Linked DNA regions of Hordeum vulgare: region 2 is linked to region 1. A link is a contact called in public Hi-C data. All regions are on one chromosome and are shown on one strand. Each heading gives the region's core, a stretch centred on a gene start, on an enhancer-like site or on the middle of the called end of the contact. The rest is flanking DNA. Distances are from core to core; before and after follow the strand shown. Region 1 holds the start of LOC123427006 (beta-1,4-mannosyl-glycoprotein 4-beta-N-acetylglucosaminyltransferase-like). Region 2 holds the start of LOC123427008 (pachytene checkpoint protein 2 homolog).

Region 1 (4,354 bases), core at 1,448-3,947:
TAACTAGGAAGATGAACAGCAGAGAATGTGCTTGGAATGGGGCCCAACTTCGCAATGATTTCTTGGAACGTATGCTCTTCAGGAAGCATGTCAAAAAGATCCGCCCCTCTGCAGATGACATCTTGAATCCTCTCATGGTTCAGGAAGTACTTGAATCTGATCCTATCCACATGGCTATAAGCTTGCATCTTGAAGACAAAATCACTGATGTGCCGGAAACAAAAACTGCAGTGCCACCCTGAATCGGCAAGAAGCACATCTGTCTGCCGAAAATGCGCATATCTTGTCTTCCCAGATACGTACCTGTGAATTGACGCCCTCCAACTCTTGTCATCCAGAAAAAACTCAAATGAGTACAGATAATTCCTGAGCTGAAGATGGACTATCTTAGGCGTGTCGTCGCACCATCTCAAGAGATTGATGGTGTGGCCACTTGGGATTTCATCAACATCTGACATGATCAATATGTCGTCATCTTCAATTCTTGCAATCCTAAGAAGCTGGTCCAGGGCAACCCTCTGATACGACTCCTCAACAAATGGATTTTCGCCCTTCATGAATCTTCCCCCATATGTGCCATAGGTCAGCCGCGATTCAGCAAATCTAAATCGATGGCGGTTTTCCTTGAAGAAGAGTGGCTTTATCACGCCAGTGAAAGTTGAGTTGGACTCAAGCAGGACGAACTCTGACACATAGGGGCTGAGTTCATTCCAACGAAGTTCAAGGATATCAAGCTCATTACTGAAGAGCACAGCATCGAAAACACGGCGTGGGGTCTCCCTGACTTTCCACCCATGTAACTTGCAGAGGTTCTCCATGGTGACATTCTCATTGTAGTAGTGAGGGATTATCTTGAAGGGCTCGGGCGGAGATTCCCAGATTGGCCGGAGGAAGTATGTGACCTTCTGGCCATGCTTATATATTATTAACATTACCAGCGGCACACCAATGAAGAGAGCCAGAAGTGCCCTGATATCAAACCCCCGAAGCGCACACTTGAGCCTTGACATGGCCATAACTGCCTTTGAGGTGGGCTGCAAGTGAATGAATGAATTCATAAGTTAGATAAGAAGGCAAGAAAGCAAAGAATAGACACAAGTAAATTCATCATGAAGGAAATACACCAACTGCTCCAGGCAACTATTTAAAAATTCAGCCACATACATGTATACTCTGTAAAGTCCATCTATCCCTAAAGCAGGAACAAACACATGCCTACACGGCAATAACCGAAGCCTGCTTGCCAAAAGGATATAACATCCCAAAGCAATTGCCGAACATTCTCTTTTCACAACAAGTTATGCTACACCATAAAAGGTTGCATGAAAAGGTAAAACTAGTAAACTACTGCTGTACTAGTAACGAACCGATGAAGAACTGGTGCCAGAGCTACAAGCACAAATCCAAGAGGATAATGACAACATTCAGTCACAAATAATGAAGGGCGAGGTTGGCAGGATTATGCAAGACAGCAACAGCTGAACCTAGAGCGCTGGGAAATCAAAATGTGCAAGCCATAATCGTACGAAGCCAGCTTTGTCAGCAAGAACGCTAGCCACAGACATACCGGTACTGGTAACTAACCAAAAGCTGCCCCTTTTCCTAACCAAACAGGGGTCCAACGGTCCACCGCAAACCTGCAATTTTGCAGAGCAACGAAGGTTTCACAGCACATGTGCTCGCGAACGAAGCAAGAAGCAGAGAAGCCCCGTGCTCATCGCGAGAAATATCACTACTCCAAAAACCACGCAGCCCAAAAACACGCAGTTCCGACACGTCGACAGATTCTACCTCCGAAAAGGCGTGAAGAATCGGAACTCCGTAGCTCCACCTAACAAAGTAACAATATCCCCCCATCATCCGAAGCAAAAGCATGGAAGAGCACACGGCCTCCCTCCTCTGTTCCTCCCAATCCCAACCAAATTCCGACCGGCATCATCCCAGCAGAAAACCGGAGCTTGGAAAAAAAACAAATATAGCAGCAGCAGCAGCAGCACGCATCGACGACGGCACGAGGACCGAATCGAGGCGCGAGACGGCGAGCATGCTGCGCGGACCTAATGCTCCAGGCATCCCGATAAGGGAAGCACGCATCTCTGGGGCCAGGGAATCAACCCCCGGCGGCGAACATGGCAGATCTGGGCAGGGGAGGGGAGGGGAGGGGGAATGGCTTACCTCGCCGCAGACGCTGCTGCAGATGCCGTCGTCCTTCTTGTGGGTGTAGCGGCTGGCCTCGGGCATCTCGGCGGCGAGGAGGAGCCCGCCGCCAGAGCAGGCGAGGGGGCGGGGGGTAAGAAGCAATTCCCCTCCAAGGCGGCCGCGCGCGGGGCGGGGGCGGGGCCTCCTCCAATGGCGCGCGAGCCGACGGAGAGAGGCGCGGCGCGCGCGCTTCGGCGGCCGGAATCTCCCGGGCGATCGCCGGCGGGGAGGTGGCGCCGCTGCGCGCGGGGGTGGCTCCGGCTCCGGCTCCGCCCCGGTGGTTGGGTGGTGCGTGGCTCTGGGCCTCGGGGTCCCTTCCCGTTACGGGGGTCTCGGTCGGGCCGTGGTGTGCTGGTGTTGGGGATAATTTACTCGCGGTGCGCGACGGAGTGAAGTTAAACGTGGTGGTGGGGGGTGGAGGAGTCTGGGGGGTGCCGAGCCTCCTAATTATAGCCGTTTGGGTGGCGATTTTGTCCGCGCAGCCGGCAGCAGGCCTCGTGCGCCACGCACAATGTTCCTCTTCCTCTTCCTCTTGAGACTTGGGATGGGATGGGATGGGCATCCAACGAATATGCTTCCAAGCATCACTGTTTCTCCATACCTCACAAAAAGGAGACTATCACTACTATACTACTAGTGGTATATTAGTTTTGCCAAGGATTTCTTTTCTTGAAATATATTTATTGTTTCTTAACACAAGGCTTACTGAAAATACCAAAAAAAATTCTGTAACCATCCAAATCCAACCACAGATTCACGAAATCTATCTACCGTGATAATAATGTCTAAACGCGTGGCGTCTGGCGCGTATGGATGTATTCGCGGTTCCCGTTCCTTGTTTTGCTTCCGGTCAAGCAGTTTGTTGTACTACTGCTACGAAGGCTAGTTCATAAAGCCGGCCGGCTTTCTTGGTGGGGGAAAGCCATTTTCTTTTTATGCGTGGACGACGTGGTTGCTAAAAAGGATCCGGATATGATTGGCATCCATCCAGCTCATCGTAGTTCCCTCACCAAGGAAGGATAACGTAGAACCAGGGATCACCGGGAGGCATCCGGCCATGTTTCTGTTTTGGTTTGCTGCTACCGGCTTCAGAAAGAACTTTATGATGCACAAACAAACAGATTAAAGTGCAGGTCATCCATCTTCCTGGCGTGCGTCCGCGCCCACCGACCCGAACCGGGACGGACAATTCATCGGACGCACGGCTCGCATGCACGCACCGCATCGTGTTCCCGAGACGCAAGTGCGACCGTGCAGGGCAGGGCAGGGCAGGGCATCTTCTCTCTCTCTTCCCTGCGGACGTGACGTGTGGCATGCGATCCAGGCGATTCTTGGACGGGATTCCCGGGAAGCCGTGTATTTCCCCATCAGTTATTACGTTGAGACAACAAGCATGGCATGGCATCATCCGGAGGATGGTTACGCGTAGCCGCACGCTCGTTTACTGCTGACCCGGTGCTGATTTGGACGGCGCGCACAGTGCACCTCGATCTTTTTGTTGGATGCTCAACTGTTGTTTTCCCCGTACATGCAGGTTTGAAAAGTCTCCCACGCACAGTACGCATGGATTATCTTCTACTAGTGATGATAAACGAAGGGGAGATACACGAAAATGAAAAAAGAGGCAACAGATATTGAGTGGCAAAGCGAGAAGTGGCCGCTGTGTGCTCGAACGGCGTGCCCCTGCCTTGCTCGACAGCAGCATATTTTGTTTTCAGTTTTCAAAGGTCTCTCGCGGCCGGCTACGAGAAAGATGCTCCTCTCGTGCGGAAGCCACGCCCGCCCAAGAAGAAACGGGCCGATCCCGCCGGCCGGCCGGCCGTCCACGCTTCCGGCGACGGTTGCTTCGCTCTCGAGCCGGACGAAAAGCGCCGGACTTGACGAGGGACGTCCACAGCTGGACGGACAGCGCCCATGCCAAACGGTTACGGTAAAAAATAATCTTGGACTGCAAGAAAATACTGGCATGTCTTTGTTTGGTCTATTTGGCATTTGGGTGCCCCGTTTCTCGCCTTCGTGCCGAAGCAGCAGCTACCTTCCAGGGGTTCCCGAACAAGAACATCGTATTCGTTGTTTAATTTGCCTCCTCCAATGTTACATGCAAATGAGAGTGGCATCGAACAAAGCAGCTGCCGCAAGATGCAATGACGTGAAC
Region 2 (3,905 bases), core at 347-2,846, 460 kb after region 1:
TGCACACACGACGGTCATGGGATAACTCATCTGCATGTCAACGTGGCGGTCGCTCGCGAGTGCATCGTCCCAACCTGATTCGCTCATTGACTTGTCAATAGTTGACTTTTGAAAAAATATCATAAATTTAGAAAAAGTTCATAAATTTGAAAGAGTGCACGAGTTAAAAAAAGTTAATGAATAAGAAGTCGTCGATTTTTTTAAAAAGTTCACGAATTTGGAAAAATAATCACGGGGTTTGCAGAAAGTTCATCATTTTTAAAAAAAATCACGATTTCGAACAAAGTCACAAATTGGAAAAAAGTTCATGAATTTAAAAAAATCACAAATTTAAAAAGAACTTTGCTATTTCTGAAATAAAAACTTGTGAATTCGAAATTCATGAAATTTTAAAAAGTTCACATGTTTTGAATAGAGTTTGCGCATTTAGAAAAATAAAAGAAAAAAAACCCAATAAAAACTGTTCATAAACCAAACTAGATAAAACCGGCCGAAAGCATTTAAAAGCTTCACACAACCGTCTTGAAGTTTCCAAAGAACGGTTGGTGTAAAGAATCGTTCATAAACAGAAAACGACAACATTATGTGGGCCGACCCATTAACTCTATTGCGCCAATTGCAAATAGCGCTATAAGTGTCTCATCGAGCAGGCGTGAGGGTTTCTCGTGCCACTGTCGCTGCTTCCATTTGAGAAATCATGGCGTTGAGAGATAAGGGGACCTTGCATCTTCAAGACCTTTATGTTCTTTGTCAATGTCTGATAATCATCATAGTTTTATGAGAATAAATTTTGTCTCCTTTTTTTGGTGGTGTCATGAAATTAGAGAGTTTTTTGTCCTCGCAGATCCGATTATTCGGATCTGATGAGTTTATATTGTTGTGTTAAGCATTTTTGTTTGTTTGATTCTTTATGAAGGTGAAATCTTTCATCGGTAGCATGATGAAGATATAATGATTTGATGACATGCATTTCTGAGGGATCATCTTCGACCCAAATACGTTCATCGATCAAGGCTTCCTATCTTTTTGGACGGGCCACTCAAGATGCTTTCAAAAACCATTATTCGTAATGTTCGTGCGGGTGAAAGAGTGACGACATCGTTGCTCCAGTCCAATTACAACCTTTTTATTGAAGTCTTTGGAGTATTTCTTCGAGCAGAGATTGACACCGCGAAGAAGGTGTTTTTAAGAGATTTCATTGTAATTCAAAGTCATATGAGTTAGTTTATCATTTTGGATCTTAGGTCCAAATCAGTGTACTTGTAATTGCTATGAGTATGAATAAAGTTACACACACACACACACACACACATATATATATATATATATATATATATATATATATATATATATATATATATATATATATATTGCAGCGGGCGCCGAATAGGGGTTTAGCTATATTTACCGCAGAGAGCGTTAAGTAGCAAAGATCACAGACGCACGCTGGGTCGAAAATGGGTTTCCTATTGAGCCCATCCAGGTCTCTAGGCCCACCTAGAGCTTACAGAGAGAGCCCATCTCCTGACCCTAAAGTACCTCAAGCGCGGGAAACCCAAATCCTCCCTCCTCCTTCCCCCAAATCCCCCATTCCTCCACGGCTCCGCCTCCCCTCCCCTCTCCAAACCCAAAACCCTAGGACCTTTTCCATTCCGCTGCCTCGCGGAGCCTGGCCACCATGAGCGCCCCCATGGAGATCTCCTTCGACCCCCACCCTTCTCATCCCGCCCTGCCCGCCTTCCCCTCCAGCCCACCCCTGGAGCCTGCAGCCGCCGCCACCCCTCCCGCGGCCCCGTCCTCGTCGCAGCCGACGGCGGAGGCCGTAGCTGCGCCCACCCCGCCAGACGACAAGGTCCTCGTGTCAGGTAGGCGCCGCGACGCGCACGCGTTTCCGGCCTCTTCCTAGCGCCGCATGACTAAACCGTGCTCTGCGAATGCCCGATTTGGTTTCGCCGGGGTTGATTTTTTCCTTTTGTGCTTGCAGTTGAGGTGCTGCTGCACGCCTCGAGTACGGCTCGCGCCGAGGACGTCCGAGCAGCGGTGGAGAGGTAGGTGCTGTTCGGATTGAACTTTGTTTCGGGCTTATTTTACTGTTATTTGGATGCTTGATGACACGTGGATGCACGAGCTGCTAAATGCGGGTTGGGTCAGATATAGTTTGGCACCGGAAAAATGGAAATGTGCCATGGTTCTAGGGAACTTGGTCAACAATCTTCCTGTGATTTAGCAGTGGAGTTTGCTGGGTATGTTTTAATAGGAATTAACAGGCATTTTTGTTCACTAGTCGCTCATGATGCAGCATATTCGAGATCGACGTGGCAACTAGTAAAGTTAGGAGTGCTAAATTGTTTGTAATAAGTAATTAGGCATTGCAGGGTGATTAGCATTTTAGAGAAAAACATCAGCTAGTGTTATAACAGATTAGCAACTAGGTGGGGATTTCTGCCGTGCAACATGGATATAAGCTGATCATTTCAAAACTTACTGCGTCCATCATTTGCTTGTATACAAAGGATGGAGAAAGCAGTAAATGAAGTTAAAAAATCGTATCATCTGTAGTGTTCTGTTCAGAAAAGATTACCGGAAACAGCTATAAGCCAATCATTTAAAAAAAATATCACGTTCAACTGTTCATCATTGCTTATTGATAGGCTGGATAACTCACCAAAGCAATGCCAGAAATCTTATCACGCTTCTTTCATATTAAAGTGGTAATCAGATCTGAGGCCATGGAATTGACATAGTTTCTTGTAGACAGCTTCTGGGTTTAAGCTCACAGCATACATATTGAATTTGCGCAGATATCTTCTTGTGCAGGACATTAATGTTTGTTATTGCTCATCAACATTTACAAGTTATTTTCTTATCAGGATGTTAGAATCTCGAAGTTTAAGCTATGTTGATGGTCCTGTCCAGATACCTCCTGACAATTCATTTCTTGTCGAACATGTTAAAAGGATCCAAATATGTGACACTGGTACGATGTTTCACTTAGGCTGGAAAGTGTGCTTTCTTGATCTCAGTTATCTATGTACCTCTTCCTGAATGCCTGCTTTTCATGTAGATGAGCTGATTGAGAACCACAAAATCCTGTTGTTTTGGCAAGTCAAACCTGACGTTCATGTGTTCCGGGTATGCATTTAAATGTTTTCTGCCTAAATCACTTCAATCTTTGCTGCTTAAATCTCCTCTAGTTCCTTTTAAAACACAGAAAGTCTTTGGGTATGTTTACATGCTATTGCCGGCTATCTTTCTTCTTTAATCAGTTGCATGTTGAAATCGTTTCATCTTCACATCATAAGATATCTTCGTAATGCTGCTGAGGTGCTGGTGTTTTGTTGTTTTCACTTAAAATTTCACACTTGTTTTCTCTTGAAACAACCGGTATTTTCTAAATTAGTCTACTGACCTCTTTCCAAGAGATAGATTGCTTTATGTCATGTATTCTAGTGAAGATCTGGTTCAAATTTATCGTACACCTCAAGGCTCAAGCTGATCTGGTTATCTTGCAGTTGAATGAAGATGGTCCAGGTGAAGAACCAAGTGAAGATGACACTCTCTCTAGCTTCGATGAGTGGGCTCTACCTGCCAAAGAATTTGATGGATTATGGGAAAGGTTTGGTTTGATCTCAGTATCCTTGACCAGTACAATTTCTGTGTTTTTTATTCTGTTGATGATTGCGTATGTGCTTGCAGCTTACTATATGAGGTGGGTCTCAAGCAGAGGTTGCTGAGATACGCTGCTAGTGCTTTGCTATTTACTGAAAGAGGTGTAGACCCATGCCTTGTTTCATGGAACAGGTAAGCATCTTTCACATTGTTAATCACTTGGAGGCTTCACATGCCATCAGAAGTATTACCTTCGTTATGAACTATAAGATGTTTTGGATATTTCAATATGGACT

What was found. A called contact is a pair of places that touch in the nucleus more often than the background predicts.
Region 2: a contact with region 1 is called in a Hi-C map of leaf, with 2.8 times the contacts expected there. The contact joins the promoter of LOC123427008 here to the promoter of LOC123427006 in region 1. A contact is called at or near these places in 2 of 6 Hi-C or Micro-C datasets (leaf and seedling).

Annotation. Positions count from the first base shown.
Region 1 is chr2H:527,190,425-527,194,778 of MorexV3_pseudomolecules_assembly, forward strand. LOC123427006 (beta-1,4-mannosyl-glycoprotein 4-beta-N-acetylglucosaminyltransferase-like) reads right to left here and starts at 2,698. Exons shown (of 2, transcript XM_045110935.1): 1 at 2,176-2,698; 2 at 1-1,034. The coding sequence starts at 2,241. LOC123428599 reads left to right here and starts at 3,728. Exons shown (of 4, transcript XM_045112821.1): 1 at 3,728-3,733; 2 at 3,831-4,129. The coding sequence starts at 3,728.
Region 2 is chr2H:527,650,066-527,653,970 of MorexV3_pseudomolecules_assembly, forward strand. LOC123427008 (pachytene checkpoint protein 2 homolog) reads left to right here and starts at 1,597. Exons shown (of 14, transcript XM_045110937.1): 1 at 1,597-1,865; 2 at 1,985-2,048; 3 at 2,871-2,977; 4 at 3,065-3,132; 5 at 3,513-3,616; 6 at 3,697-3,801. The coding sequence starts at 1,679.